Linked DNA regions of Mus musculus: region 2 is linked to region 1. Evidence: chromatin contacts called from public HiChIP or PLAC-seq data. All regions are on one chromosome and are shown on one strand. The core of a region is the stretch at or near the end of the contact, and the rest is flanking DNA. Distances in the headings are between cores, read along the strand shown. Region 1 overlaps Efl1 (elongation factor like GTPase 1). Region 2 holds the start of Mesd (mesoderm development LRP chaperone).

Evidence for each region. HiChIP or PLAC-seq counts read pairs in DNA pulled down with a chosen protein or histone mark.
Region 2: a FOXA1 HiChIP or PLAC-seq map of pancreatic cancer cells shows a contact between it and region 1. The contact joins the promoter of Mesd here to the enhancer-like site in region 1. A contact is called at or near these places in 1 of 39 promoter capture datasets (embryonic stem cells), 3 of 484 Hi-C or Micro-C datasets (CD4 T cells, CD8 T cells and myeloid progenitors), 12 of 115 datasets of contacts at active chromatin or transcription factors (astrocytes, bone marrow-derived macrophages, cardiomyocytes and 9 more) and 2 of 9 other capture datasets (embryonic stem cells and macrophages).

The regions. Positions count from the first base shown.
Region 1 is chr7:82,662,804-82,669,261 of GRCm38.p6, forward strand. The region is part of intron 4 of Efl1 (elongation factor like GTPase 1); the gene reads left to right. Among named protein-coding and RNA genes, the nearest start is that of Efl1, 17 kb to the left of the region's middle. Within about 2 kb of position 2,043, at least 71 of the 459 cell types and tissues checked have an H3K27ac peak or open chromatin away from gene starts, as enhancers often do. A contact at or near this core is called in pancreatic cancer cells, where this site is marked.
Region 2 is chr7:83,887,951-83,894,516 of GRCm38.p6, forward strand. Mesd (mesoderm development LRP chaperone) reads left to right here and starts at 4,316. Exons shown (of 3, transcript NM_023403.4): 1 at 4,316-4,525. The coding sequence starts at 4,340.

The DNA of each region.
Region 1 (6,458 bases), core at 793-3,292:
TTCTTATGTCTGAATTAGGACATGGGGTTGCCTTCTTACCCAGAGTCTTAATCCAGTGCTAGTTCTGTCCTATTTTAAATTCCTTCAAGACTCGTGCCATTCAGTTGCTCCTTTTCTTTAGTATTATGAACTCCTGATGAGGCTCCCAGAGGATTTCGACACTTGACTTCTGATTTTCTCTTACATGTGACTTCTCCTGTTGGGTCCAGGAAGGGAGCCAAGAAAACTCACTTGAGAGACAGAAGCTTTAAAACAAAAGTTTTATTTTTTGAGCTTTCAGGGAGGCAGCCATTTCGAGATGTGAACCTTGCCGCCGAGGAGCATCTCTGTTTTATTGCAAAGAATAGGAATACAGAGCAAGGAGGAGCTGACGTTATGGGTGAAGCTAGGGAGTACCCGTTGGAGACTGGGCCATCTCCGGGCCACCTGGCTTAAATCATTCTCCTAGACATTAGGAGTTCAGAGTCATACGGGGACAAAGGAATGAATGAGTCAGCTGCTTGTAGTGGGCATAACAGGCAATTAGTTATATATTTTTATAACTTATGCACCTTGGTTTAGATAACAGCACTTTCTATATTCTTTACCAATTAACGGACAGTTAAAACATTTGGAGAAGTGGGATAGTTGTTCATTCGTAGGCTTGGGAACATGACCAACTTCTTTGGCTCTGCCATCAAGATGAGGAAGTTGTCCCTGAGATGTTTGGACTCACAACTGTCTCCTCATAAGTTGTCCCTGAGATGTTTGGACTCAGACAACTGTTTACAACAGAAGCTGTTCTGCTGTAGGGAAGTCCTCAGCCGACTTAGTGCCTGGGACCTTGGATTTAGTTTCTGAAAACAAAATGGTATACTTAGAATAAGGTTTTGTTTTGTTTTTGTTTGTTTGTTTGTTTGTTTTGCTTGTTCCCAACTCTCCAACATAGCTTTTACCATCCCTAAAATGACTTCTCTTATGGGTTGACCTTTCAGTAACTATGCTATTTAGCATTTCAAATTTAAATACTTGCTGTTGAGCCTGGTAGGATCATGCACTTCTCCCACCTACTCAGGCATCTATAAGGAGGATTGTTTCGGCCTCTGATTCTGAGAGTAGCCTGGATTACATAGATCTCATCTTGGGAACAACAGAAAGTTCCACACGTGACCAGCTGAGGAGTAAAAACGGTAGTAAGAACTCAGTCAGTAGTAAGAACAGTCAGATTTCACTGCGCCCTTCTTTACTGGCTTTGCTTTCCCCTGCTCTTCTGCCCACATGCTGAAATACCACCTCTTTATTTCATAAGAGTCTGAGCTTTCTGGGCCCCATTAGCCTCCTTTACTTGATCTGTGCCTTCTACAGCACAGGGATGTCCCTTGACCATCTGTTTTCCCAACATCTTCGTCCAACATTGTTTATGCTTCCTTGACCCTCTAGCACTTCCTCCAGCAAAACTCCATCCTGATGAAGTTCGTTCCCTACACTTCTCCCTCTTCAGCCTTATATAGGCCAGCTTTCCACTGCTTTCCTATGGACGAGGTTTTGCTCATTCTCCCCAACAGCTATTTGAAACCTCTTGGCAGTCTTTGACATACCCCTCAAACCCCTTTCCAGACTCAGCAGACATTGCTGTTTTCTTTCTTGCAGAAAAGAAGTCTTAGCTGTCTGCCACCGTCCCTTAAACTGTAACTATGACATCTTTGCCTGTCTTCTGTCTTTAGAAAAGACATGTGTTCTGGATTCAGGCCCCACTTAGCATCTTTCCATCTGTGTCTATCTTCCTCCAGCTTTGGCCTCTAAACACAATTATGTATGTACACAGTTCTTTTCAACTTGAGTTCTTGCTGCATTCTTCTCTCTGGCCCAGGTTTCCTACTACGATTATTCTCTCAACTACTCTGATAGGCCCAGCATGTTACAATAATGGCACACACTGGCAAGGTGACGTTTGCAAGAGGATTGGACATTAATGTCCGACTCCCCTTCCAGGGTGGTGTAGCAGAGTTGAGTCATCAGCAAGTAATGACTCATGGTAGTGTGGAAGTACAGCTGCTCTGTTTACTACAGCCACAACAGACCAACAAAGGGAGGGCTGTTCTCTATGATGTGAAAGTCCAGGATGTGGCCACAGTCCTGATAGCTGGTGTGGACTGAAATTATACTGAAAAAAAAAACCAAAAAACAAAACAAAAAGAAAGAAAGTGAATGAAGTAAACCATGGGCAGCATTGCATGGTCCAGTTTGTTTCAGGTTGGAGGCAGATCCAGAGAAAGCTTTTGGATGGGTTGCAGCCAGAGGAAAGCCTACTTTGTTCATTACTCCTAAGTCATTAATCTCTTCCTACCAAACCCTCATTTGAGACTCTGAGTCTACACCATTCCTCTTATGGTGAGCTGCTCATGAGGATGACCCCCATTGTCTTGCTCCATCTTCCCACTCCAGAATGCCTGAGAAAAAAGGGCATAGAACTTACTGACCCTGAGTGCAGCAGCAGGGATGTGTTTCAAACACTACTTGAAGATTTCTGTTACAAATTGGGAAAACCATTCCTATATTTAAGACATTTATACTATATATAAACATATTTAATACAGTATTCCACAGATAGAAGATAGTGTGTCTTATGCCTTATAATCTACCAAATAAGCTGTATTTGCATTCTGTTGTAGTTACCAAATACCTGAAATAATTCACATAAAGAAGAAAGGTTTATTTTGGCTCAGGAATGTGGAGGTTTTGGCCCAGGCTTGTTTGCCTGTGGTTGAGATAGCATACTGTAGATGGACCGTGTAGCAGAGGAAATATCTCACTAGGAAGTGAGAGAGAAAGGAAGAGACTAGAGTCCTGCTCGCCCCTTGGAGGGCACTGGGTGACCTAAGACTTACCACTGGGCCCCACCTCGGAAGGCTTCTGCTATCTCCTATCCAAGCTAAGGATGCGCCCTTAAGAGATCCGCCAGACTCAGACTACAGAGGGCACTCTATTACTTGTATAACCTAGCCTTTCACATTGATTTAAAACACAGACAGGGGTAATATGGAGGAAGACCTGTAGTCAGGCACTCTGCAGGGGCTGCGTAATTTATGTATATAGTTGTGACTCTTCTGTCTTCAGAAGTGTGCGTCAGATAACTCAGTTTCTGCTTGTGTTGCTGCTACTTTTGGTCAGTTAGATTCAGTCTTCCTTTTCTAATACACTGAAATATAAACAAGGTGCTTCCATGAAGTTCAGATCTCTACCTGAAAGGTGAATTTTTCTCTTGCTGAGGGACGTTTTCTCCTGAGCTTTCATGAGCATCTATGGTCACCTGCCATGTTTTGGAAGAGGACTACTTAGTCCACAGAGCAGCCTTTAGCCAGGTACTGGAGACAACTTGGTTCAGACAGTTTCCTCAAACCACCCTAAAGTGAAGGGTATGGCAGAGTGTTTCCCATAACCCCATTAGCAGGAATCGAGAGATTTCTACCATAAAGAATTTCAGATGGACTTTTTTCTCAGTGGCCAGGCACATAAGAAAAAAGATTTTGTTATTTTAATTTGTTGCTTGGCCTACAACGAGAATGCCTAGGAAAGAAGGCAGAGAAATTTCTGTCCCCAAGTGCTACATCAGGGATCCCTGTTACAAACTGGAAAGTTGCTATCACCCTCCCCCATCAGCATCAGAGAGCTGAGGTAGAAGGTTCTGTTACAGATTGGAAAGATCATTTGGCACACTGACAAAACTTTTCACTTATAATTCCCCTACAAATAAGTCATCAGGAGGGGTTGGAAATGTAGCTTTGCCGGCAGAGTGCTTTCAGCCTCACAGAAAGCCTTGGGTCCAATCTACAACACACGTGCTGTTGCTCCTGTGCGTCTGCCTGTAAATCTCAGCACTCAGGAGATGGAGACAAGGTCAGAAGTTCAATGCCATCATTGGCTATCTAGCACGTTCAAGGCCAGCCTGCAATAAATTAGATTTTGTCTTTAATATTTTAAGTCCTATTACATTTTAATGTGATTTTTAAAATTTGATCCTCATCCACATGGTAGTAGAAGACATTTAATAAATAGATTTTTAAAAAGCAGCTCTGATTAGGTCTCAGCAGAGGAAATGCCCTTGTGGGCTTTTCTCTAAAGGATGTTGTAGGACTTCTTTTCCTTCCCCTGCCTTCACAATTCAGTCTGAAGTTACTTTGAAAAGGTTAAGATGGAGAAAGCATTAGAGGGGGAGTTGAAGGCCTGGCTCTCAGCACTGCCTCCTCACCGTGAAATGCATTTGAGCAACGTCAGCTTCAGCAGACGGCTGTTGTCTTCCAGGCTGTCTGTAGATGTCTACCGTGATTGTGTGCTGCATGGCTGGCTGTGCGTGATCATCTACTTTATTTTTCTAAGGAAACGCTTGGTATGTCACTGGTTTTCTGTGCCCCTTTAGAACAGAGTCTGCCCCCACTTGAGTGCATTTCCACAGGTCTGGAATTGGATGTACGATTGGACAGACATAGCTAGGCTCATCTTCATTTCTCTCAGAGTGGCTAGAAGATCGACTTTAGAGTCCCACTAAAGGGTAAGGGAAGAGGTGCTCTGAGGTTGCTGAATAAAGTCATGTTTAGAATCTAAGAAGAACCTGACAGAAGGCTGAGACTCCAAGACTTCTTATCCAAGGATGGGGAAGTGTTTGTTAGGTGACCCTTGAGTCTGGAGACTGACAAATGAACAAGCGATTCTGGTTTCCTATCTACACAGTGCAATCTAAGGCCTGAGAGGTGCAGACGGCTAGGTGCACAGGTGTGTTCCTGACCTCCAATACCTCTTACCTTTTGAGGGCTTTAGGATGTTTATGCAGTAAAGGGTTAGGCTAAGACAGTAGTTTCCAACCTTTGGGTCATGACCCTTTAGGGGATCACATATCAGATATTCTTCCTATCAGACTGGTACATTACAATTATAGCTAGCAAAATTCCAGTTCTGAAGTGACAGTAAGATAATGTTTTTGGTGGGGGTCACCACAGCATGAGGGACTGTATTAAAGGGTCAGCATTTAGGAGGTTGAAAGCCACTGAGCTATGAGAAAGCTGAGGGTCCCAAGTCTCCCAGCTTCTGCTTTGTGTGCAGGGCTTCTGGGCCATGCTCGGTTCTCTTTGGCTTATTTGGTTGAGACCATGATGCTTAATCTAAGATGATGACTGGAACCCGACCTAAAAGCTGGCAGTAAAAGACTTCATTAAGACACAGTGGGCCGTGGGTCCAAGGCCCTGCTTAATAATGATTCCTTGTTTGGTGAGTTCGGCAGAGCTCTGAAAAATTGAAAGCTCTTTGACAGGTTCCCTGAAAAGGCCATGAGGCCTGAAAAAGCAGTCTGCTGCTAACCAGGATCAGGTTTTTCCTACCAAATGCCAGTGTACTTTGGGAGTCTTTCTTGGAGCCTAGCTTTGTAAATTGTGGCTTGTGACCTATACAAGATGATGGAACTAGGTATGGAAGTGTTGAAGAATCTGGTAATAGCAGGAAGACTCCTGAGTGTGCAGCGACCAAGAATTAGTTCAAAGTCAAGGCGTAAGGAACCTGAGGAGGTTGCAGCAGCGCTCACCTTATTCAATGCCACGATGTCATTGCAGCCTTCTATCTGAGCATACAGTGTGCACTGTACTGTCATGCTGTCATGCCACATGCTGCCAGAGGAACACTGAGACACCTCAGTTCTGTACGGGTTCTAGTACCGAACACATGCAGTTGTCTGCTGTAACTTTCATTTTTTTCAAAGCCTTATTTTTAATGATGGTTCTTAAATGCTTTAACTTCCCTTGTAGCCCACCACCCACCAGAGGTAGTGGAAAAGCAAGGATACAGTGGAAGTGGACCTATTTAGGAAAAGTTCTTTGGAGCAACTCCTATCTGCATTGTCAGGAAACGAGCAGTGCAGTTGAACAGGCATCAGCAGCGGCAGCTCGATCACTCACAAACACTTCGTGGATACACCAGCAGTCCGGCTTGATAGAGTCAGGTTAGCAAACACGAGTCAGCAGCGGTGGCACTACCTAGCTGTCTGCTTCAGCCTTAGCACAAATCAGCGGAAGGGACCCAGAGGGATTCAAAGCGAAGATCAGCAAAGACACAACACCAACAAGCTGTCCTGGAACAGCTAGCTCTGTGAGCAAGCCAAGCTCAGCCTATTTATATGCCCTCCAAACATCACTTGTCCTCATGGGTCTTGCCTCAGCATGTGCATCTGCCTCAGCTGACGTCACTACTGATCAGCAAGAAGCTGCAGCACACCAGAAGACTTTTGGTACATTTCTTTCTATGGAGTCCTGACAAATGGAGCTCAACTATGCAACGTAAGGCGGACCAATACATGTGTCATTAGCAAAGAATCCTTCATCATGTGTTCTTTTACATGCTTGCTTTAGAGAACATCCTCTCACTGTGTCTGTTTCCTTCATGAGTCTGCCTTAGCCTCTCACCAACCGACTTTCCGAAGAACCGTTAAGATTGCA
Region 2 (6,566 bases), core at 3,066-5,565, 1.2 Mb after region 1:
TGCCCCCATCCGAGTGCCTTGTATAGTCGCCAGACAGTGTTAATAGAATCCATTTGTCAGACTGTCCCACAATTCGGTTCTTTTTATTTTAAAGATTATATGTAAGTAGCTGTCTTCAGACACCCCAGAAGAGGGCATCAGATCTCATTACGGATGGTTGTGAGCCACCATGTGGTTGCTGGGATTTGAACTCAGGACCTTCAAAAGAGCAGTCAGTGCTCTTAACCATTAAGCTATCTCTTCAGCCCCCTATAATTCGATTCTTAAAGGGTTAATGTTTGGCTCCTACCAGGTCCTAGGGCTCATTGATGACAGTGTCATTCAGGTTTTGGATATTGCTCATGCAAGGTTTCAGGTAGTGTTAGAAGGTGTTGTTCTCACTCCTTAGCTGTGGAGAATGTAGGCCAGCATGAACCCAGGCTCATGTTCTCATTAAACTTAGGATGCACTTTGGCCTGAGTATTTAACTCAGAGCCTGGCCCCTCGTTTAGGCACTGAACACAGTTTTATGTCCAGCCCCTCTTCAACAGCTCTATACTGCACTGCCTCAGACCTGGTTCAAATTCCAGGGCCATCTGAGTTCTCCTGGCTCTAGCTAGACCTTGAAACTATTTTCTATATGGCTACTAGTGTTGTTATGCTGTAAGCCTCGCTGGTGGTGCCATGGTAGACATCAGGGAAGAAAGTGTCCTGGATTCCTGGGTCCATATTTTCATTCCATGGCTATACCATATATCTGACCACATTTGAATAATTCCAACACTTAAAACAAACATAGGGGCAAGATCTGGGGAGATGGCTCAGTGGGTAAAGCCCTTGCTGAGCAAGTATGGGGATCAAAGTTTGGGTTCCTAGGATCTACATAAAGCTGGGTGGACCAGCCCTCAAGGAGACAGGAAAGGAAATCTCTGTAGTAAGCTATCTAGCCAGATGAGTAGAAATGGTAAACTCCCGGTTCAAAGAAAATAACCTGCTTTATTATATTACTAAGTGGAAAACAGTGAAGGGAGACACTAGATATTAATCTCTGGCCTTCACATGAATATCACAGAAAGAGAGAGAGAGAGAGAGAGAGAGAGAGAGAGAGAGAGAGAGAGAGAGAAGAAATAAGTACAGACTAAGTACAGACATTTACTACCATGGCCCCTTTAGCTCCTAACCTGGAATCTGTAGCGTGTACTGTAGATGGCTTAGCCCGTCTGCTATTGCAAACCCTCCTGTATGATACCAAGGACTTCAAGTTCACCTTCCTGTCAATGTCTCACCTGCCTAACAGTAAGTCATTAGACAAAGAAGGTTCTTCAGTGTTCCAAAACACCAAAATATACTTAGTCTGTCAAATGTTGAAAATGTAGTTGCTCCAAATGTTTTCAGATCAATGGAGTGGGAGCCAGATGTGTTTCCTCCTCAGATGACAGTCAGTAGCCCTGGAACTTCTGACTTGTTTTAACAATTGTGGTACAATACTTAAAAAAGAAAAGAAAAGAAAAACCTTTTTATTTTTCTGTAACTAGATATTTCAGGCCAAGAAAACCAGCATTTTTTTTTTTTCTAAACCTTACCTTGGCAGTTGGCAGAATGAATGACCAGGGTGACCCCGCCCTGCAGAGCACATGATCTGCCACAGCTGTGCATGTTTTTTAGCATGACTGTGCCAGGACAGAGCTCCAAGCCACGGGGTGGAGCAATGTGCCCCTGGGAGAAGGCTCATGACATTTCCCTTATGATTTCAAAAAAGAAGAGAAAAAAGTTCTTTTTCTTTTCTTATGAGTTGTTTCTGTATAACGTCAACAGAAAATGTCCTTGTGTTTATTCATATCCATGTATGAATATGGAAAAAATCAGCTACGTTACTACAGTGGGAATAAATGCACACCACATTTGACCTTAGAGTGAAGGTCAATAAGGCTCACGTTGCTAGTTAGCTCTTTTCTTAACCTCCACTTTATGCTTTTCCTAACAAGCCTAAATTTATTTGAGATGGTAGCAAAGACAGCTAAATAATTACTCCCAGTCCCTCTCAGAGAGGTAGCTCAATGAGACCAGAAAGGCTGTGCACAATTCCCTAATAGGATGCTCGTCCCTCAGCTTGACTTATTTCCCATTTCCTTTGATTGGAATGCCATCTGATGGTTGGAGTACCAATAGCCATCCTGGAACTTTTGATGACCTTGAGGATAGAAACTCCAGACCTTTGTGATGGGGCCATATGACAAAGAAGGCTGGATAAGGTAGGACACTCCTTTTTTTTTTTTTTTTTTTTTTTTTTTTTTTGAGACAGGGTTTCTCTGTGTAGCCCTGGCTGTCCTGGAACTTACTTTGTAGACCAGGCTGGCCTCGAACTCAGAAATCCGCCTGCCTCGGCCTCCTCCCAAGTGCTGGGACTAAAGGCGTGTGCCACCATGCCCAGCTGAACCCAGGACATTCTTAACACTCAATTTCCACCCACTTCTGAGAAAGAAGTATCAGTCATAAGAAAGACTTTTACTTAAACATTTTGTAAAGGATTTGCACTATATGAAACCTATTAACGATATCCATCCAAAGTATAGAGAAAAAGACAGGGAAAATAGTAATATAATAATGACCATGAGAGAAAAAACAAAAACACTGGTGTACTAGTGAAGAATGGTTGTGGTGGCACATGCCTCCAATCCAACACTTGGGAGGCAGAGTCAGGCAGACCTCTGAATTCTAGGTCAGCTTGGTTTACAGAGTGAGTTCCAGGTTAGCCAGGGAAACCCAGTCTTGAGAAAACAAACAAGACAAAAAACACCCACAAAGCAAAAAACCAAAAACTAAAAAACAGTAAAGGAATGAAACACTCAAGAACCCAAGGCCAGGCGTGGTGGCGCACGCCTTTAATCACAGCACTCAGGAGGCAGAGGCAGGCAGATTTCTGAGTTTGAGGCCAGCCTGGTCTACAAAGTGAGTTCCAGGACAGCCAGGGCTATAAAGAGAAACCCTGTCTCGCAAAAACCAAAAAAAAAAAAAAAAAAAAAAAAAAAAGAACCCAAGTATGCTTAGTAATTAACACAGTATGCTGATATAAACATTGAAAACCCATTCTTGAGATACATTTGTAAATATAGAAATAAATTGTATGCATTATGTGGCACTTTGGGGTCAGTACTTAAGGTATAGTTTTTGAATATTTTCCAACTACACCAAGGTTTCATGTCTTATGATATAATTTGAAATTTTAAAGAAATCAGATCTGCCACTTAAAGCTTAGGAAACTTTAAAGTATCTCTGACCCCAAGTATTTTAATTTTGAAGATCTTAGTGGTCAAAATCTTGTAAAATAGAAAATAAAATTAGGGTGGTTTTGTCCTATAGGTTAAAGCCACAGTGGTAGATGAAAATCAGAAGAGACAGGAACTATTTTAAACAATAAAAATGGTTATCAATTAAATGGGTTTTTTTTTCCAGTTTAATTGACAGTGATATTGAAAGAATGGTGGGTCGAAAATCATCCGTGGAGCAGAATAACAATAGACCCTATAATTACAGTCTTCGAGAAAAGTTGCCCTAGCTGTCCTTAGCTTTTCAGCAGGCGGTTTGTTCTTGCTAGAAATTACTAGGGAGCGTAGTTGAATGTCAACACCCTGAAAAGGGCCTCAGGGTCAAGGTAGTTTGCATATCTTCCAACTCATTCATTTCATAGGCTTCGAGGACTCTGTCACTGAAACCCTGAGGGAACTTTCAGACCCTGGCTAGAGAATGAGAGACAAAAGGGCTGACTTCTAACAAAACCCCCAAATAGTGGAGAAAGCACAGTTGGGCAGGACCCAGCTAGAGTAGATTGTTTGGCCAGGCCAAGGGGCGGAGCTCGCGGGGCGGAGCCTGGCAAGGGGAGGAACCAGGAGGAAGAACCCTTGGTCCCCAGCCAGGTGAGCTCCCAGAGCTATGGGGCGGAGTCTGGTGAGGAGGCGGTACCCTAGGGGCGGAGTCAGGAGACCGTGGCTGAGGGGTGGAGTCAAGTGGTGAAAGGCTCGATGACGGGGAGGAGCCTGAGGTTGGGAGCCCCAAGGGAATGCAGTTGTGGGCGGAGCCAAGGGGGTCGGAGCTACCGGATGAGGTCCGGACAGGAGGAACCAGAACGAGGCGGGGTGCGGTAGGCTACGGACTCCTCGGAGGCGGAGCCATTGGGACTTGAGTCCGCGAGGGTGGGACGGGGTCAAGTACTGGGTTTAGTTCTGCGCAGAACACGCTTAGGGACTGGATTGGAAGGCCGGGGGCGGGGTGGGGGCGAGGCCCCGGCGTCCGGACTCCGCACGCTGTCTGCGCAGGCTCATTGTGCCTTACGCTGGGCAGTCCGTTACGCTAGGCTGCTAACATGGCTGCCTCCAGGTGGCTGCGCGCGGTTCTACTGTTTCTGTGTGCCTCGGACCTTCTGTTGCTCCCTCCTCCTAATGCCTACGCGGCGGACACTCCGGGCGAGGCCACCCCACCTCCACGGAAAAAGAAGGACATCCGCGATTACAACGATGCCGACATGGCGCGACTTCTGGAGCAGTGGGAGGTCTGTGTCGCCTGCACACTTCTGAGCATCTCCCATACAGATCCCTTTTCTCCTAACCCTTACCCTCTCGGACATTTGACCTTCTGACTTTTGTCCCCTGATCCCGCTCGCTGCCCTCTGAGGGTCTTTCTTGAAATGTCTCCCAGTACCCGTTGACTCCCGCGTCTCTCTTCATTCCACCACGGCTCAGGCCTCTCGCCCAGTGTCTTTCGCTATCATGGCTCCTCAGCCACTCCAGTCAGCACTTGGACTCTCACCAGTCAAGCCCTACTTTCCTTGCTATGTCGCAGGGGTCTCTACATTGATCTTGGTGGTTTGTGAGCCGCGAACAGGGAGCGAGCGCTCCTGAAGAGCATTCCCTCCTTCCTCCTCCTGTTCTGGAGTGAATGGGTTCTAAAGGTGGTCTCTCAACTTTTTTTTAGCTTTGATAGAGATCTTTCCAAATATAGAGGGTTTCCGACTTCTTTTGGTGTATATTCCTGCTGGGGCTTTTGTAATTTCTTGGGTGGGTTTATTTTACTGGTAAAGGGAACTAAGGCATATCTCATATGCAACTCAGGTTTTTCATTGATGGGAGTAGTGGACTTGTTTTGTGAGAGGCCGAATTCTGGTCTGTTACTTGATTGCATTTGGGGTATGCAAAAGGTTCTAAGGAGGGATTCCTGATCAAAAGTACACTGCAGCCCTTGATTGTACTGTCGTATTTGATTGGCACAGCTGATGGAAAGGAATCACACACATAGCTATATTCACTGTGTAAGGTTCTCTGCCAGAGAACTTTTCAGAGTTTGTTTCCAATGCTGATTTTTTTTTTAACTTGTGGCTAACTATATTGTTGGAAGGAGGTAAGACTTTTGGGCATACATTTAAAATATCCACCTGTTGGATTTGACTTAAAAAGGGGGGACTCCTGTTGTTGTTCTCTGTACCCAACAGAAGAATTGGAGTAGTGGGGCCATGGTAGTGCAAGGTTGTAATTCCAGCACTTAAGAGACTAGTGGAGGAGGCTAGCCTTAGTTAAACCTGGGCTACATAGTAAATTTCAAACTGGTTTGGGCTCCACTGTGAGATTCTGGAAAGAAAATTTGGAGTAGATTTGAGTGGGTATGACTCCTTTCAATTTCCAACTGTCCTTTTTGGACTCTAGTAAATAATGCCTTTTAACCTGCTAAAGTGAACCTTGCCTTGTGAGAGGCCTAGCCATGGACAGTGCTCAGACCCCGAGGAAGAGGAGGTCACAGAGATGAGCAAGACATCTGTCAGAACAAGGGGGTAGGAAATAACCCTCGTAAACAGAAACAGAAATGGTTGGATCTTATAAAGAGGAAGTGTTGTGTGGGAATGTCAGAGGGCAACAGGGAGCAGGTTTGATTTTAGACAGGACAGGAGAGTATTCTAGTCTATTAGAGAGATGTGTACTGAGCTGAACAGCAGAGACCAACAGAATAACATTCCCTGCATTTAATACAAACACACTTGTGAATGTGGTCTAGTAGAGATCTCTGTGCCTATATATGTACCTCAGCATGCATATGAAGGTCCAAGAACAAGTTGGATGTAGTTGGTCATTTCTTTCCTTCTACCATGTGGGCCCTGGGGATTAAACTCAGGTCATCATATCTGCCAAGGCAAGCGCCTTGCCCACCAAGCCAACTTACCATCCCCTTTGGGGATTATTTATTTCTGTCTGTTGTGTACGTTCTTCCATTTATTAGTTATTCCATTTATTAACTATTTATTGATATTCTACTGATATTCTTTTTCTTTCTTTATGTTAATATGGACTTAGAGAATTATAAATCCTCACTACTATTTTGATGTTCATATTATTCCAGATTTGGCCCTAGAACTGCTTCAGGTTGTTGTCCATGGCATTCTGACTTGTTATATGAGTGATTCTTGCTGAGGCAAAAAAGATATTTAAGGCTTCACTTTTTGTTTTCCATAGGGTGACTAGTCTTTTCTTCAAGAAACCTCTGTCTTAATATTTTTATCTACCCACTCATCCAGGTACCTCTCAAATCAATGTGCCTGCATTTCC